2 separate regions of the Mus musculus genome follow, and region 1 is linked to region 2. The links are chromatin contacts, called in public Micro-C maps. All regions are on one chromosome and are shown on one strand. The core of a region is the stretch at or near the end of the contact, and the rest is flanking DNA. Distances in the headings are between cores, read along the strand shown. Region 1 overlaps Myo15b (myosin XVB). Region 2 has its middle 11 kb from the start of Slc25a19.

The links. Hi-C and Micro-C count contacts between places; a contact is called where the count stands out from the background.
Region 1: a Micro-C map of the HL-1 cell line shows a contact between it and region 2, with 3 times the contacts expected there. The contact joins two enhancer-like sites. A contact is called at or near these places in 8 of 39 promoter capture datasets (the HPC-7 cell line, cranial neural crest, hematopoietic stem and progenitor cells and 3 more), 1 of 15 datasets of contacts at CTCF or cohesin (the NIH/3T3 cell line), 19 of 484 Hi-C or Micro-C datasets (the Ba/F3 cell line, the HL-1 cell line, the N1E-115 cell line and 12 more), 15 of 115 datasets of contacts at active chromatin or transcription factors (bone marrow-derived dendritic cells, embryonic basal ganglia, embryonic stem cells and 6 more) and 3 of 9 other capture datasets (adipose tissue, embryonic stem cells and liver).

What each region holds. Positions count from the first base shown.
Region 1 is chr11:115,864,510-115,870,499 of GRCm38.p6, reverse strand. Myo15b (myosin XVB) reads right to left here. Exons shown (of 64, transcript NM_001384233.1): 9 at 5,854-5,967; 10 at 5,706-5,764; 11 at 5,501-5,633; 12 at 4,174-4,269; 13 at 3,824-3,955; 14 at 900-1,025. Among named protein-coding and RNA genes, the nearest start is that of Myo15b, 9.6 kb to the right of the region's middle. Within about 2 kb of position 1,384, at least 66 of the 459 cell types and tissues checked have an H3K27ac peak or open chromatin away from gene starts, as enhancers often do. A contact at or near this core is called in the HL-1 cell line, pancreatic cancer cells and trophoblast stem cells, where this site is marked.
Region 2 is chr11:115,635,712-115,642,666 of GRCm38.p6, reverse strand. No RefSeq gene overlaps it. Among named protein-coding and RNA genes, the nearest start is that of Slc25a19, 11 kb to the right of the region's middle. Within about 2 kb of position 1,331, at least 171 of the 459 cell types and tissues checked have an H3K27ac peak or open chromatin away from gene starts, as enhancers often do. A contact at or near this core is called in the HL-1 cell line, pancreatic cancer cells and trophoblast stem cells, where this site is marked.

The sequences.
Region 1 (5,990 bases), core at 135-2,634, 230 kb before region 2:
CTGGATGAGCCAAAATGAGACCCTGTCTCAAAACCTAAAACAAGAGCTAGGGGCGTGGCTCAAGTCTTTAATTGGAGCAAGTTGGGAGGCAGAGACAGGAGGATCTCTGAGTTTGAGACCAGGCAGTAGTGAGATCCAGGACAGCCAGGGATACACAGAGAAACTCTGTCTCAAAAACAAACAAGCAAGCAAACTATAAAACACCAAGGCATAATTTTTAAAAAGATGATGACGACTTGGGGCTGCAGAGGTGGCTCCACAGTTGAGCACTGGCCGCTCTTTTCGAGGATCTGGGTTCGATTCCCAGCACCCACATAGCACATCCCATCCTACACTCACCCCAGCCCCAGAGAATCTGATGCTCTCTGATGGCATCTGAGGGCACCCGGCACACTCATGATGCACAGACTCATGCAGGCAAAACTCTCCTACCCAAAGAGTTTTTAAAACGGGGAGGGACAGATGAGATGTTAAGGGACAGATGAGATGGCTCAGTGGTTAAGAGAGCAAACTGCACAGTAAAATGGGCCAGTAAGACACCTGCTGCTGAGTCTGAGGACCCAAGTTCAAGCCCAGCTAGTCACACCATGGAAGAAGAAAACCAACCCCCAGAAGTTGTCCTCTGACCTCCACATATATACACACACGCACCCTTCCCCCACCTCATTAACTAAAAACAAATGTAAAAAAAAAAAAATCCAGCATGGATGGGAGGGGCTCTCAAGGCCCCATCCTTAGCTAAGGAGCTATTAAAAAATAACACTCAGAAGTGGGTGTGGCCTGAGGCTCTCATGGAGATACGGTGCCACTTCTGGTAGGTGACTCAGCTTGGGAGGGGCAGACACTACGATGACACGGCCTTGATGATTCACCTGCATTCTTTGTCTGAGGGCAGATACCTGGTAGGTGACAGTCCCAGCGTAGTGCCGCACCGTGAAGATTGGCAGGGGCAGCTGAGGCTTGGCGTAGCTGGGGTGGTCACCATGGTGATAGTGGCACTTCTGGAGGAAGGTGTGGTCTGTGGCCTGGTAAGGAAGGAGCCACACTTTCTCAGGTCCTGTACACACTTACTGTTCCCTGAATTCACCCCGTTCCTTCCTGAAGACCGCAGCCCCACACAACCTAGACATGGGGACATTTGTCTCCCCAGATCTCTTCCTCAGACTGAGGGAGTCAGCTTGGCCTGCAGCAGAATCCCTACAGTGTGTTCCCTTCATCCTTTTGAACAGCCAGGTCCTATTTGAGAAGGTCAGGGTCACCTCAGGCCCAGGAGCCACCTCCACCAAGCCCTAGATGTGATATTTCTGAGGAAGTCTGAAGGAGTTAAAGAAGACATAGTTGGAGGCTTTGAGACAGAGGTCAAAACTGTTCCAGCCACACCCTCTCCACAAGCTGTCACAGGTCACTTTAACCTAAGGGGTGGGAAAAAACACTGGCTGTAGCCAGGCGTGGTGGTGCACGCCTTTAATCCCAGCACTTGGGAGGCAGAGGCAGTCGGATTTCTGAGTTCGAGGCCAGCCTGGCCTACAGAGTGAATTCCAGGACAGCCAGGGCTACACAGAGAAACCCTGTCTCGGAAACAAACAAACAAACAAACAAACACTGGCTATTCTGCTAGAGTATCCAGGTTCAGTTCCCAGTCCTTACATGGATGGTGGTTCCCAGTTGTAACTCCAGTCCCAGGGGATCCAATGCCCTTTTCTGGCCTCCCCAGGACCACACATGTTACTCAGACAAATGCAAAAAATCAAAACACCCATATTCGTAAAACAGATTTAAAAAAAAAAATGTGAATCAAGGACTTGAGAAACACCTGTGAGGGGTTTCTCTTATTTGGTTTTGGGGACAGTTCCCTATGATGACCAGGCTGGCTTTGAATTCACACTGATCCCCCTGTCTCTGCACCCAGAACGCTGGGGATTAAAGGCTGGATTAAAGATACCGGGCACCACCATTCCTGGCTGGCTTGAGATACAGTCCCTTTTGGCCGGGCTAGCCTCCAACTCCATATGTAGCTGAGGATGGCCCTCCTCACCTCTACCTCTAGACTGCTGGGACCACGGGTGCACACCCTCTGTCACAATCCCTCCTCAGGGGAAGAGCGGCAATGGCCGCGTCCCAGTGTATGCTCCTGTCTTACCACAGATGCATGGATGAAGCCCTCTCCCCTGGTCTTCCCTGGCCTGCAAATGTTACTTATTCCCCAGGCCACGTGCCGTGAGGGCCAAGATCTTGTGACCCACTCCACTCCTCTGTGGGGGAATGTAAACAATCCACAGTCCACCTGGGGATGAGCTTTTGCAAGGAGGCACAGCTGAACCCCCAAAACTTCATGCTTTGGCTTGGGTTGTTCTGTAGAACAGCATTACCACACCTGATTTTATACCGTGCTGGGGATCGAACCTAGGGCTCTGTGCCCGCTAGGCAAGCCCTCCTCCTCCTGAGCCATATCACCATCCCAGGGTCACTTTATTTTTGGTGTCTACCCTGCAACCTCGGTTCCCATGTAAAGTCTGGGTCCTATACATGTTCCTGTGACTCCACAAAGCTGTCCACCAGGCATCTGGGATTCTTATTTATTTATTTTGGAAAATGGGGTTTCATATACCAGATTAGTCTGGGATGTACTGCCTAGCTCAGCCTGGTCTGTCTGTCCTTCCTTCCTTCCTTCCTTCCTTCCTTCCTTCCTTCCTTTCCTTGTTGTTTTGAGAAAGGGTCTCTCTGTGTATATACTAGAACTTGCTCTATAGACCAGGCTGGCCTTGACATCTCAGAGATCCTCCTGTCTCTGCTTCCCAAATGCTAGGACTAAAGGCGTGTGCCACCATGCCTAGCCTAAGTTTTTTTTTATAAATTAGTTACTTTTTAGATTTATTTCCTTTTTAATGTGTGCATGTGCTTTGCCTGCATGTCTGTATTTGCCCCACATGTGTAGCTGATGGTCACGGAAGTCAGAAGAGGTCATCAGATCTCCTGAAACTGGAGTTATAGTAATGGTTGTGAGACACCATGTGGATGCTGAGATTTGAACCTGGGTCCTCTGCTCTTACCCTCTAAGCCATCTCTCCAGCCCTTGCCATTTCTTTCCCACTCTCCTGGGCTCGAGGAAGGAAAGAACTTAATCTTTTGTCTCGGACCTTTCCCTTCAGAATGGTCCCCACACACAAATCCATCCCTCAGTGCCAGTACGCCTCAGGTAGAGCTGGAGCTCTCAGACAGGCCCAGCCGCTGGCAGCTCGGTCTAAAGTAGAGGAGAGGTAAAGCCGCACCAATGGCACCTGACAATCAACACTGTCTGCTCTCTCCAGGAGTTCAAATAGAAAGAGGCAGGCGCTGATGTGTAACAGGGGATGTTTACACATGACAGCCACTTGCCAATCAATCCAAGAAGCATTTGTAGTGTGCTGCTGGCAGGGCATGCCTGTAATCCCAGCACTTGGGATGTGAAGGCACAAGGATCAGGAGTTCAAGGCCAGCCTAGACTACATATGTAACTTCCTGTCTCAGCAGCAGCAGCAGAGGAGGAGGAGCTTATGACCATCCTAACCCCAGTTCCAGAGGATCTGACATCCTCTTCTGATTTCCACGGTACCTCGCATGCACATGGCACACACACATACATATAGGCAAAACACCTGGACACATAAAATGAAATGTTTTTTAAGTGCTCTTCCCCTCCAATGCCTCTTCCCAGACTGTGCAGAACGCCATGTCTCTGACCCTATAGCCTGCTTGTCTCCCAGGAAGCCCTGCTCTCTTTATCCTGGCTACCTAGGTCCCCCATTCCTTATACCTGACCCTGAGTGTCACTGACTGCTCTTACCTGGGATAGCCAGGTCTGGGTGTCCAGGATGTTTAGAAGGCTATGGGGCTGGCCCACCAGGAGATCCAGGCAGGACTGCCTTGGAGGCTGGGGAATGGGCACCCACTTTAGCAGCTCCTGCTGGCACACCTCCTAGGAACAAGCAGTATTTGGTAACTAACAGCCCACATTTGTTGGGGCTGGGCAAGATCACAGAGCTGCACAGGAGAGTATCCTCCTGTATATATATGTAAAGGGAGGTTAAGGATGAAGTCCTTCCCGTCCACCATGGAAAGGGGGCTTTGGGGGGGGTCTTCCTGTGGTTACTTCAGCCTCTGTGTCACCTGCAACGTCTGAGCTCAGCTCCATACCTCCTCCTGGGCCAGCAGCTTCTGGCTGGAGAAGAGCTGCAGGCGCTCGCTGGCCAGATTGCTGCATAGCTGCTCTAAGCCATTCACCCGCAGTGCCTAGGGCAAGTGAACAAGAAAGGGGATCTGCACAGGAGGTGGGGGCCAGGCAAATAGGGCTGCCCCTCCCTTCCCCCCAGGACTCTCAAAGGATGATACCCCAGAGCTGAGGCTCCAGCCAAGAGGGACAAGTCAAAAGGAGTGCAGCCTATAGGCCATCGTGGATCTTAGCCATGCATCAGTCCTCCCTCCAGCTCCTTGCAGCCCTGCCCTCTGCTCCAATTATGAGCCTTTCGAGCTCTGATCACATCCATCCGGAGAGGGTCTGCAGGCACCCTTGATGGCACTCAGAATCCCATAGTCTCATGTTGCTGCCACCTCCAGGAAGCCTGCCAGCCTGCCTGCCTCTGGTGCCTCAGCACACAACCACAGGCCAGAAGACGTTAACATAGCTGTGCACACCCACAAAGGCACACCAGCACAGACCTGCATACAGCCCTTCCCTTCCAGAGCAAAGTAGTTGTTAATTTAAGCACACTCTAAGAAAGGCAGGACCCATGGGGGCAGTGATCAGTGCCCATCCAGGAACTGGGGGGTGGGGTGGGGGATATCCATGCTCAATTATTGTTAACGCTTCCCACAAAAGGGGGTAACACTTAGGAAAGGGGTGCACAGCTGTGACAGTTCTGGAAGATTTGAGAGCCCCCCCCTTCCTTCCTCCTTGTTATGTGGGAGGTGACAAACCCAGTCCAGGGTGGTGGCCATGTGTGTCTATAAAGCCAAGCAGGACAGAACTCTCAGAAGCAATGTCCCTGTAGAGGAGCAAGGCCTGCTGACACTGCCTACTGCACTGCTGGGGACACTGACCTCAGAAGGATTAATTAGCTGTGTAGGGTCACACAGCCAGCAAGGGACAGGATAAAGCAGATAGCGCTGGACTTGTGGTGGGCTCTAGCCCCTCCCAGAGGGAACCCAGGAGGGCTTCCAGGCTCAGCTGGTAAAGGCGCATGCATTGGAGTCCTTCTCTCCCTGCCCCCCCTCCTCCCAGGAGCATGCAGATGGAGTCAAGCAGACAGAGAGCCCCAGGATTCCCTGCCAGCCTTAACCAGACTCGAAAGACCCAAGACACAGGACCTGTTTCCTTTCCATCCCTACCCAGGGACACCTGACCAAGATTCCACTCAGTAGCCCCAGAAGGAGCCAGCAGAGACACAGGTCGGACAGGCAAGAGCGTAGGGAGGAGCTGGAATGAGATGGGCCTGCCTTGCCCCTCCCCCTCTCAAGGGGTGACCTCAAAGCCAAAGGCATCCACAACTGCAATGGTGGCCACACTGTCTGCCTCTCTCGGTGGGGACAGCCGTGCATTGATGTGCTTCAGAAGCCAGGTGAAGAGCCTTGTGTACAGGGTCTTGGCCAGGGCATCCCTGTGGGCACCATAAGTGAGCCTTGCCCGAGGAGCAACACACCTGGCTCCACTCTCCAATCCCCAAGGTTACCTGGCATCAATGGCACCTTCCACTGGCAGAGGTCTGGAGACCGGGCCGTAGGGTGTGTCCTGGAGACCAGAGAAATTCTCAGTATCAAGTCCATACTCCTGGTGCTCCAGGTTGCTCCTCCCACCTTCCCAGCACCCTCTGGGCTCACCATGACCCTCTTGGTGACTGCTCCCTCTAGGCGCTCTGGTGGTACCTGTAGCAGTCGGGCTGCCAGGTGGATTTCAGCCCAGCTGGACACAGCAGCCACCTCTTGGGACTCCCGCTGGACAGGAGGAACAGAAAGAG
Region 2 (6,955 bases), core at 82-2,581:
CCCTGGATCTGTTTTTTTGTTTATTTGGTTTTGTTTTCAAAATTTTGGAGATTCTTAAACATTTTTTATTTTATGTGTATGAGTGTTTAAATATATGTCTGTGTACTATGTGAGTATGGTGCCCTACAGGATCAGACCTAAAACTGGAGTTACAGAAGGTTGTAAGCTGCCATGCAGGTCCTGGGAACTGCCTCCACCTCCTAAGAGCCAAGACCATGTTCACGGCCTATACCATGAAGCCCAGTGTGGAGTTCTGGGGTCTCTTCAGCCTCTCTGTGGTAGTTACCATCACAAACCTAAGCAAAACAGGGAATGGCTGTTCACACCTGTAACCCAGCACTCCAGAGGCTGAGGCAGGAGGATCAGGTTGCATCCCAGGTCCCTCTGGGCTACAGAACTGAGAGCTCCATTGTCTGTGACAAAGTTTAAGGGAGGAGGACATTGTTGATGGTTGACATGACAGTCCCATGTGCTGATGACTCTGAGTACTGGGGTTTGGCCAGCCCACTTAAAATTAATTAAACCCAGTCGAGTTGGCCGAGCAGCAGGTAGAAGGGACTTGCTACCAAACCCTCAGAGCCATCTGATGGAAGGTGGGAATGTTGGCCTCTGACTTTTATACACTATGACACTGTGTGTGTGTGCGCGTGTGCGTGTGACTGCCAGGCATGACACACCTTGGAGCACAGTACTCTGGAGAAAAGGCAGATGGGATCTCTGAGTTCAAGTCCAGCCTGCTCCCTGTTATCCATCTCCAGGCCAGGCAGAGCTACACAGTGAGACCTTGTCTATTAAGTACAGGCTGGAGGAGCTAAGAGAGATGGTACTTGCTGATAATCCCAGTACTGAATAAGATGGAGACTTCTAGGCCAACCTGAGCTACATGGTAAGACCAGGGTTCCTAGACCAGCCCTGGCTACATGAAGAGACAAGATCTAGAGAGCCAATTTACAAGGCATACTGTACTCTGTTCGAATAGAGACCACTGAGAGCAGATCCAGCAACAGTCTTTTCAGCACACCTGGCATGGGGCCTAAAAGGCACCGTGCTCTCGGTCTGAGTCAGCACTCCCCTGTCTGCCTCTGCTTCCCTTCTCTGTGCTGCCCAAGGCTTGAGGATGTACATCAGCCTCTCCCATCTCCTCGGGGCATCTTCAGGACCCCTGGTGACAGTGTCCTCCATAGGGGTCATGGCCTCTTCTGCTCTGGATCAAGGGGACTTCCCCCATGAGGAACTGGCTGAGGAGAGCCACGTTTATGCCTCACAAATGAGCAGCCTCCTCCACTCCTGCGCTGCAGACGTCACTGAGTCATCCCGAGCCTGGAAATCACCACATTCGGGTCTTCGACTGCACCGCCAGGGAGGTGTTCCTCTGCCTAGATGCTTAAACCTCGGTGTGAGCCACGAGCTGGGTGAATTCAGACAGGAAGTGGGGTATGCAAATGGGGTAAGGATGGGTGGTTAGGGAAGATAGCATCAGGTTGATCTGTTGGTATAGTTCTTTGGACAGTTATTAATAGGTGGAGCTGGAGGTGTAACTGTTGAAGCACATGCTTAGTGTAGGCAAAGCCCTGAGTCCCATGCCTAGTGTCAGACAACAGACCCACGGGGCAGGTGGGGCAGGAGCAGGGCTGGTGGGGGTGTGCAGGAGAAATAGCTGAATGCCGTGGGCCAGCTCAGAAGTGACCTGAGCTGCCCTCTGCAGGGCAGACAGCCTAGCTGGGACAGTGAAGCTGTGATCCCAGATGCCCTATCCTTTGCGCACCAGAGGCCTCCTCTGTCCTGAGAAGTGATATCAAGTTGGAAGCTGAGTTCTAGAACACCGGCTTACAACAGTTCACAGAAGGAAGTTAGGGAAGCCCACAAGAGGCCAAAGGTGGCATTAGCTTAGGACGGGGGGGGGGGGGGGGGGGGGGGGGGGGAGGGAGGGAGGGAGGGAGGGAGGGTGGCCTGCCTGTCTCCTGGCCCAGTTGTCTCTCTTGGGTGGTCAGGCTGGACTGTAGGTACACGTGGCCTCATGGGTTCTGAGCGGCAATGTCTTAGGGTGCTGGTTGTCCCCCAATGTGTTGGGGGGAATGCCAGCCATGTGACACTACTCTGTCTCTTTTGCTTGTGACTGAATTCACAAGCTATGGTGGAGAGGCAGCACAAGATAGACTACCTCTAGCCCATTCCATTAGCCCCTTCAGTCAGTCAGTGCCTTTTTTGTGAAAGCAGCTACCTTGTCCTAACTGTCCAGGGGCCATAGTGAGGAAAAGGTAGGAGAAGCCTGAGAGGTTCCTTCACTAACAGACGCTAAGCCAAGTGTCAAGGCTAGAGAGGGCTCAGTAGCAAAGAGCATCCATTGCTCTTGCAAAGACTCAGGTTCGAATCCCAGCACATGGTGGCTCACAACCACCAGTAAGTCTGATTCCAGAGGATCCAATGCCCTCTCTGATCTCTGCAGGCACTAGGCACACAAGAGATGCACAGATGTACAGGCATCAGGTGTTCAAGACCAGCTTCATCTTCATAAGGAGTCTGAGGCCAGCCTAGGCTACCTGAGACTCTATCTCAAGCAAGAAAAAGGAAGCCGGGCAGTGGTGGCACACGCCTTTAATCCCAGCACTTGGGAGGCAGAGGCAGGCAGATTTCTGAGTTCAAGGCCAGCCTAGTGTACAGAATGGGTTCCAGGACAGCCAGGGCTACACAGAGAATCCCTGTCTTGGAAAAAAAAAAAAAAAGGAAGCTGGAGGTGCCGAGCCAGGGCTGAGGATAGTAGCTTAGTGGGAGCACAGTTAACCAGCATGTTTAATGTTTAGGGCCATTGGTCTAAAAATAACATCAAAACCAAACTCTGTAAGTGTGGTGGTTTATGCCTACAATCCAGGAAGCTGAGGCAGAAGGATTGATCATTTAAAGCCAGGCCAAGTTACAGTGGGAGGTCTTGCCTCAAGATGAGGGGTGGTAGTGTCAGCACCTTGGCTCTGTACGCGCACGCTGGGTAGCTGTAGCTTACATGCCATAAAATGAAGCCATCTTGGCATTTAGTCAGCACCTAGACCAGTTTTCCCTCCACCACCCACTGCCAAGTCCTTCTGAAGCCTAGATTTCAGCAGCCTCCCCTGTCTCCTCAGATCCTGCCTCCTCTGCCTCTGTCCTTCCTCAGGGACTCTCAGGCTCCTTCCGCCTGATCATCTACTGATCCCTAATCTGTTAGGAAACCTAACTCTGCAAAGAGCATCCGAGAACCCTACCCCATCAGACTCCAGGGAACTGTGCTCCCCTGCAGCCTCCAGGCCCCAGGATGTGTGCCTCAGCCCTCCCAGCTGTGTGTGTCTCTGTCAGCTTCAGAACTGCAGCCCTCTGTCCTCTTGCTCCCAGAGCCCTTTGCCCTGCATCAGCAGCTGGCTGTCTTCATCTCCAGCTAGGAGCAGTAGCAAGGGAGTCACCCCCAGGCTCAGCGGGGCCCAAGGCAGGTTGCTTCCTGGTTCCTGGATTCGTGCTGGGTCTGTAGCCTTGAATGTGTGACTCTCCTAAGGCTCAGGAAGAGGAACTTAGAGTCATAAAAGGACTGAGGGTGGTTGACAAGGTCACACAGAATAAGTCCTGTGATGTGACTGGCCAGAAATGGGTTCATTTCTGCTGGTGCCTGAATGTGGTAAGTCACCCTAAGTCGATAGATAGATAGATAGATAGATAGATAGATAGATAGATAGATAGATAGATAGATAGATAGATAGATAGATAAATATTGATTTCCTGGTGCTGGGAATCAAACACTGCTTTGAATACAGCAAGCACGTGCTCTACCTACCTCTGAGCTTTAGCCCAATACTATTTTGGTTTTTGTTTTTGAAAAAGGGTCCTGCTATGTACTTCTAGTTATGTTGATCAGGCTAGCCTTGAACACAGAGATCCTCCTGCCTCTGTCCCCTGAATGATGGAATAAAAGGCATGTAGCAACACAATGGCACTATTGTCTTTTTCTGCTTAGATCTTTGTTCTAGCTGGGTGTGGCAATTCTAGCACTTAGAAGGCTGAGCAGGAGAGTCTAGGCTTGCCTGTTGTACATGGGTAGATCCAGGCTAACCAGGAGGGTCTGTGCTAGCCTGTTGTACTTGGCAAGATCCAGACTCGCCAGTGCTCAGACTCTGTCTCAAAATCAAAACCAGGGCTGGAGAGAGAGCTCAGCGGTTAAGAGCACTGACTGTTCTTCCAAAAGTCCTGAGTTTAAATCCCACATGGTGGCTCACAACCATCCGTAATAAGATCTGATGCCCTCTTCTGATGTGTCTGAAGACAGCTACAGTGTACTTACATATAATAAATAAATAAATAAATCTTTAAAAAAAAAAAATCAAAGCCAGGTGTGGTGGCAAGTGCCATGCACTTGGGAGGCAGAGGCGGGTGAATTTCTGAGTTCGAAGACAGCCTGGTCTACAGAGTGAGTTCCAGGACAGCCAAGGCTACACAGAGAAACCCTGTCTCGAAAAATCAAACAAACAAACAAACAAATAAACAAAAAATCAAAACCAAAAGCCAGCCTGAAAGCCAGGCTAAGTGAAATGTGCAGTTTTAATCCCAGTACTCGGGAGGCAGAAGTGGATGGATTTCTGTGATTCTGAGGCCAGCCTGCTCTCCATAAAGAACTCCAGGCTAGCCAGGGCTACACAGTGAGACCCTGTCTCAAAGAAACACGGAACAGCTTGACCCAGGTATGTTGTCCCATGGGTCTAATTCCAGCTCTCCAGTTGCTGAGGGAGAAGACTGATATTTGAGGCTAGCCCAGGCTAAGTGTGAGACCCTATTTCAGAAAATAAAATTGAGTAACCAGACTTGTCAGCACAGCCCTCTATGCCTAGCACCAGGCAGCTTGGGCCACGCAGCCAGACACGTGGCCTTTAAATACATACTATACAAAGCAAGAGGAGGCCACGGGGAGGTGTGTGCTCAGGGCTGTGTGCTGTTCACAGGTGGCAGGGGCTCCCGGGAACTTTAACTCTTGAGGATTCCCTGCAAGTTTGGTGGCAGAGCAGCCATCCTCTCCTTTCTCAGAATTTCCCTGGCTCAGTGTGCTCATGTTTTCAATATAAACTTTTGTCTTGTTCCAGCTTTTGTTTGGATCTTGTAAAATTTATAAAGCACCTTCAGGAGTGTGGGGAACTTCCCAAAGCTGGGTCTCCTGCCCTTGGAAGGTTGGCACAGCACCAGGCCTTCGGGACTCAGGAAATCCACCTGCCTCTGCCTCCCGAGTGCTGGGATTAAAGGCGTGCGCCACCATGCCCGGCGGCTTGTATGTTTCTGATGCGCCCAGATGTCTAAATTGCTTTGTTGGGCTTTTTGCCTCTATCATTTGGGACAGTGATTCATGTAGCTCAAGCTGGCCTCGAACTCCTGACCCTCCTGCCTTCACCTCCCAAGTGCTGGGATTACAGGTGTGAGCACCCCCACACCTTTCCTGTCTATTTGAGAGCAGTGAAATGGAAACTGAATGAGCTGTCAGCTGAGCCCCCAGAAGCTTCTGTATTGCCGTAGCCCTCCCTTTAATGACAATGCTAACGGAAGTGACTAAGTGACCCTCACAACCCTATAAGGAAACTGTTTAAATCTCATCCAGAAATCTGACAGGCCAGGCAGTGGTGACACACACCTTTAATCCCAGCACTTGGGAGACAGAGGGAGACAGATCTCTAAATTAGAGGTCAGCCTGGTCCACAGAGAGAGTTCCAAGACAGCCAGGGATACACAGAGAAACCCTGTCTGTCACGAACTCCCCCCACCCCAAATCTGACAAAGTACATTTTCCCTAGAAGGGAATGCATCCTCTTTTAAGATAATTTATTATAGGCTGGAGAGGTTAAGAGCACTGACTGCTCTTCCAGAGGTCCTGAGTTCAATTCCCAGCAACCACATGGTGGCTCACAACCCTCTGTAATGGGATCTGCTGCCCTCTTCTGGTGTGTCTAAAGACAGTGTACTCATCATATATATATATATATATATATGTAAAATGTGTGTGTGTGTATAATAAAAAGACAATTCATTATGTGGGTGGAGATTACATCGCAAGCATATGCCATAGTCTACAAGCGAGGTCAGATGACAGCTCTCAGAAATCAGTTCTCTCTTCCCACCTTGCTGCCCCAGGGATTGAACTTAGGCTGTTGGGTTTGGTGGCAAGACCCACTGAGCCATCTTACTATTCCAAAATGAGGTTCTTTCAAAAAAGCTAATTTAGGGAATAGAGAGATGGCTCATCAGTTAAGAGCACTGGACACTTTTCAGGGGTCCTAAGTCAGTTCCCCACACCCACATGGCAGCTCACAACTGTCTGTAACTCCAGGATCCAACATCCTCACACAGACATACATGAAGGAAATACATCAATGTACATAAAATAAGAATAAATACATTTTAGCCGGGCATGGTGGCGCACACCTTTAATCCCAGCACTTGGGAAGCAGAGGCAGGCAGATTTCTGAGTTCGAGGCCAGCCTGGTCTACAAAGTGAGTTCCAGGACAGCCAGGGCTATATAGAGAAACCCTGTTTCAAAAAAAAAAAAAAAAAAAAAAGAATAAATACATTTTAAAAAGAAAAAAATCGGGAGGAGAGAATAGGGAATTTTCAGAGGGGAAACTAGGAAAGGAGATAACATTTGAAATGTAAATAAAGAAAATATCTAATAAACAAAAAGAGGGTTGGAAAGATGGCTCAGTGGTTAAGAGCATCGACTGCTCTTCCAAAGGTCCTGAGTTCAATTCCCAGCAACCACATGGTGGCTCACAACCACCTGTAGTGAAATCTGCTGCCCTCTTCTGGTGTGTCTGAAGACAGGTACAGTGTACTCACATACATACAATAAATATATATATTTTTAAGAACCTGTGATACTCTTACAAGGATCTGAGTTTGGTTCCTAGCATCCACATGAAGAGACTGCTATGGCTGCCAACTCCAGCTTCAGGACACTTG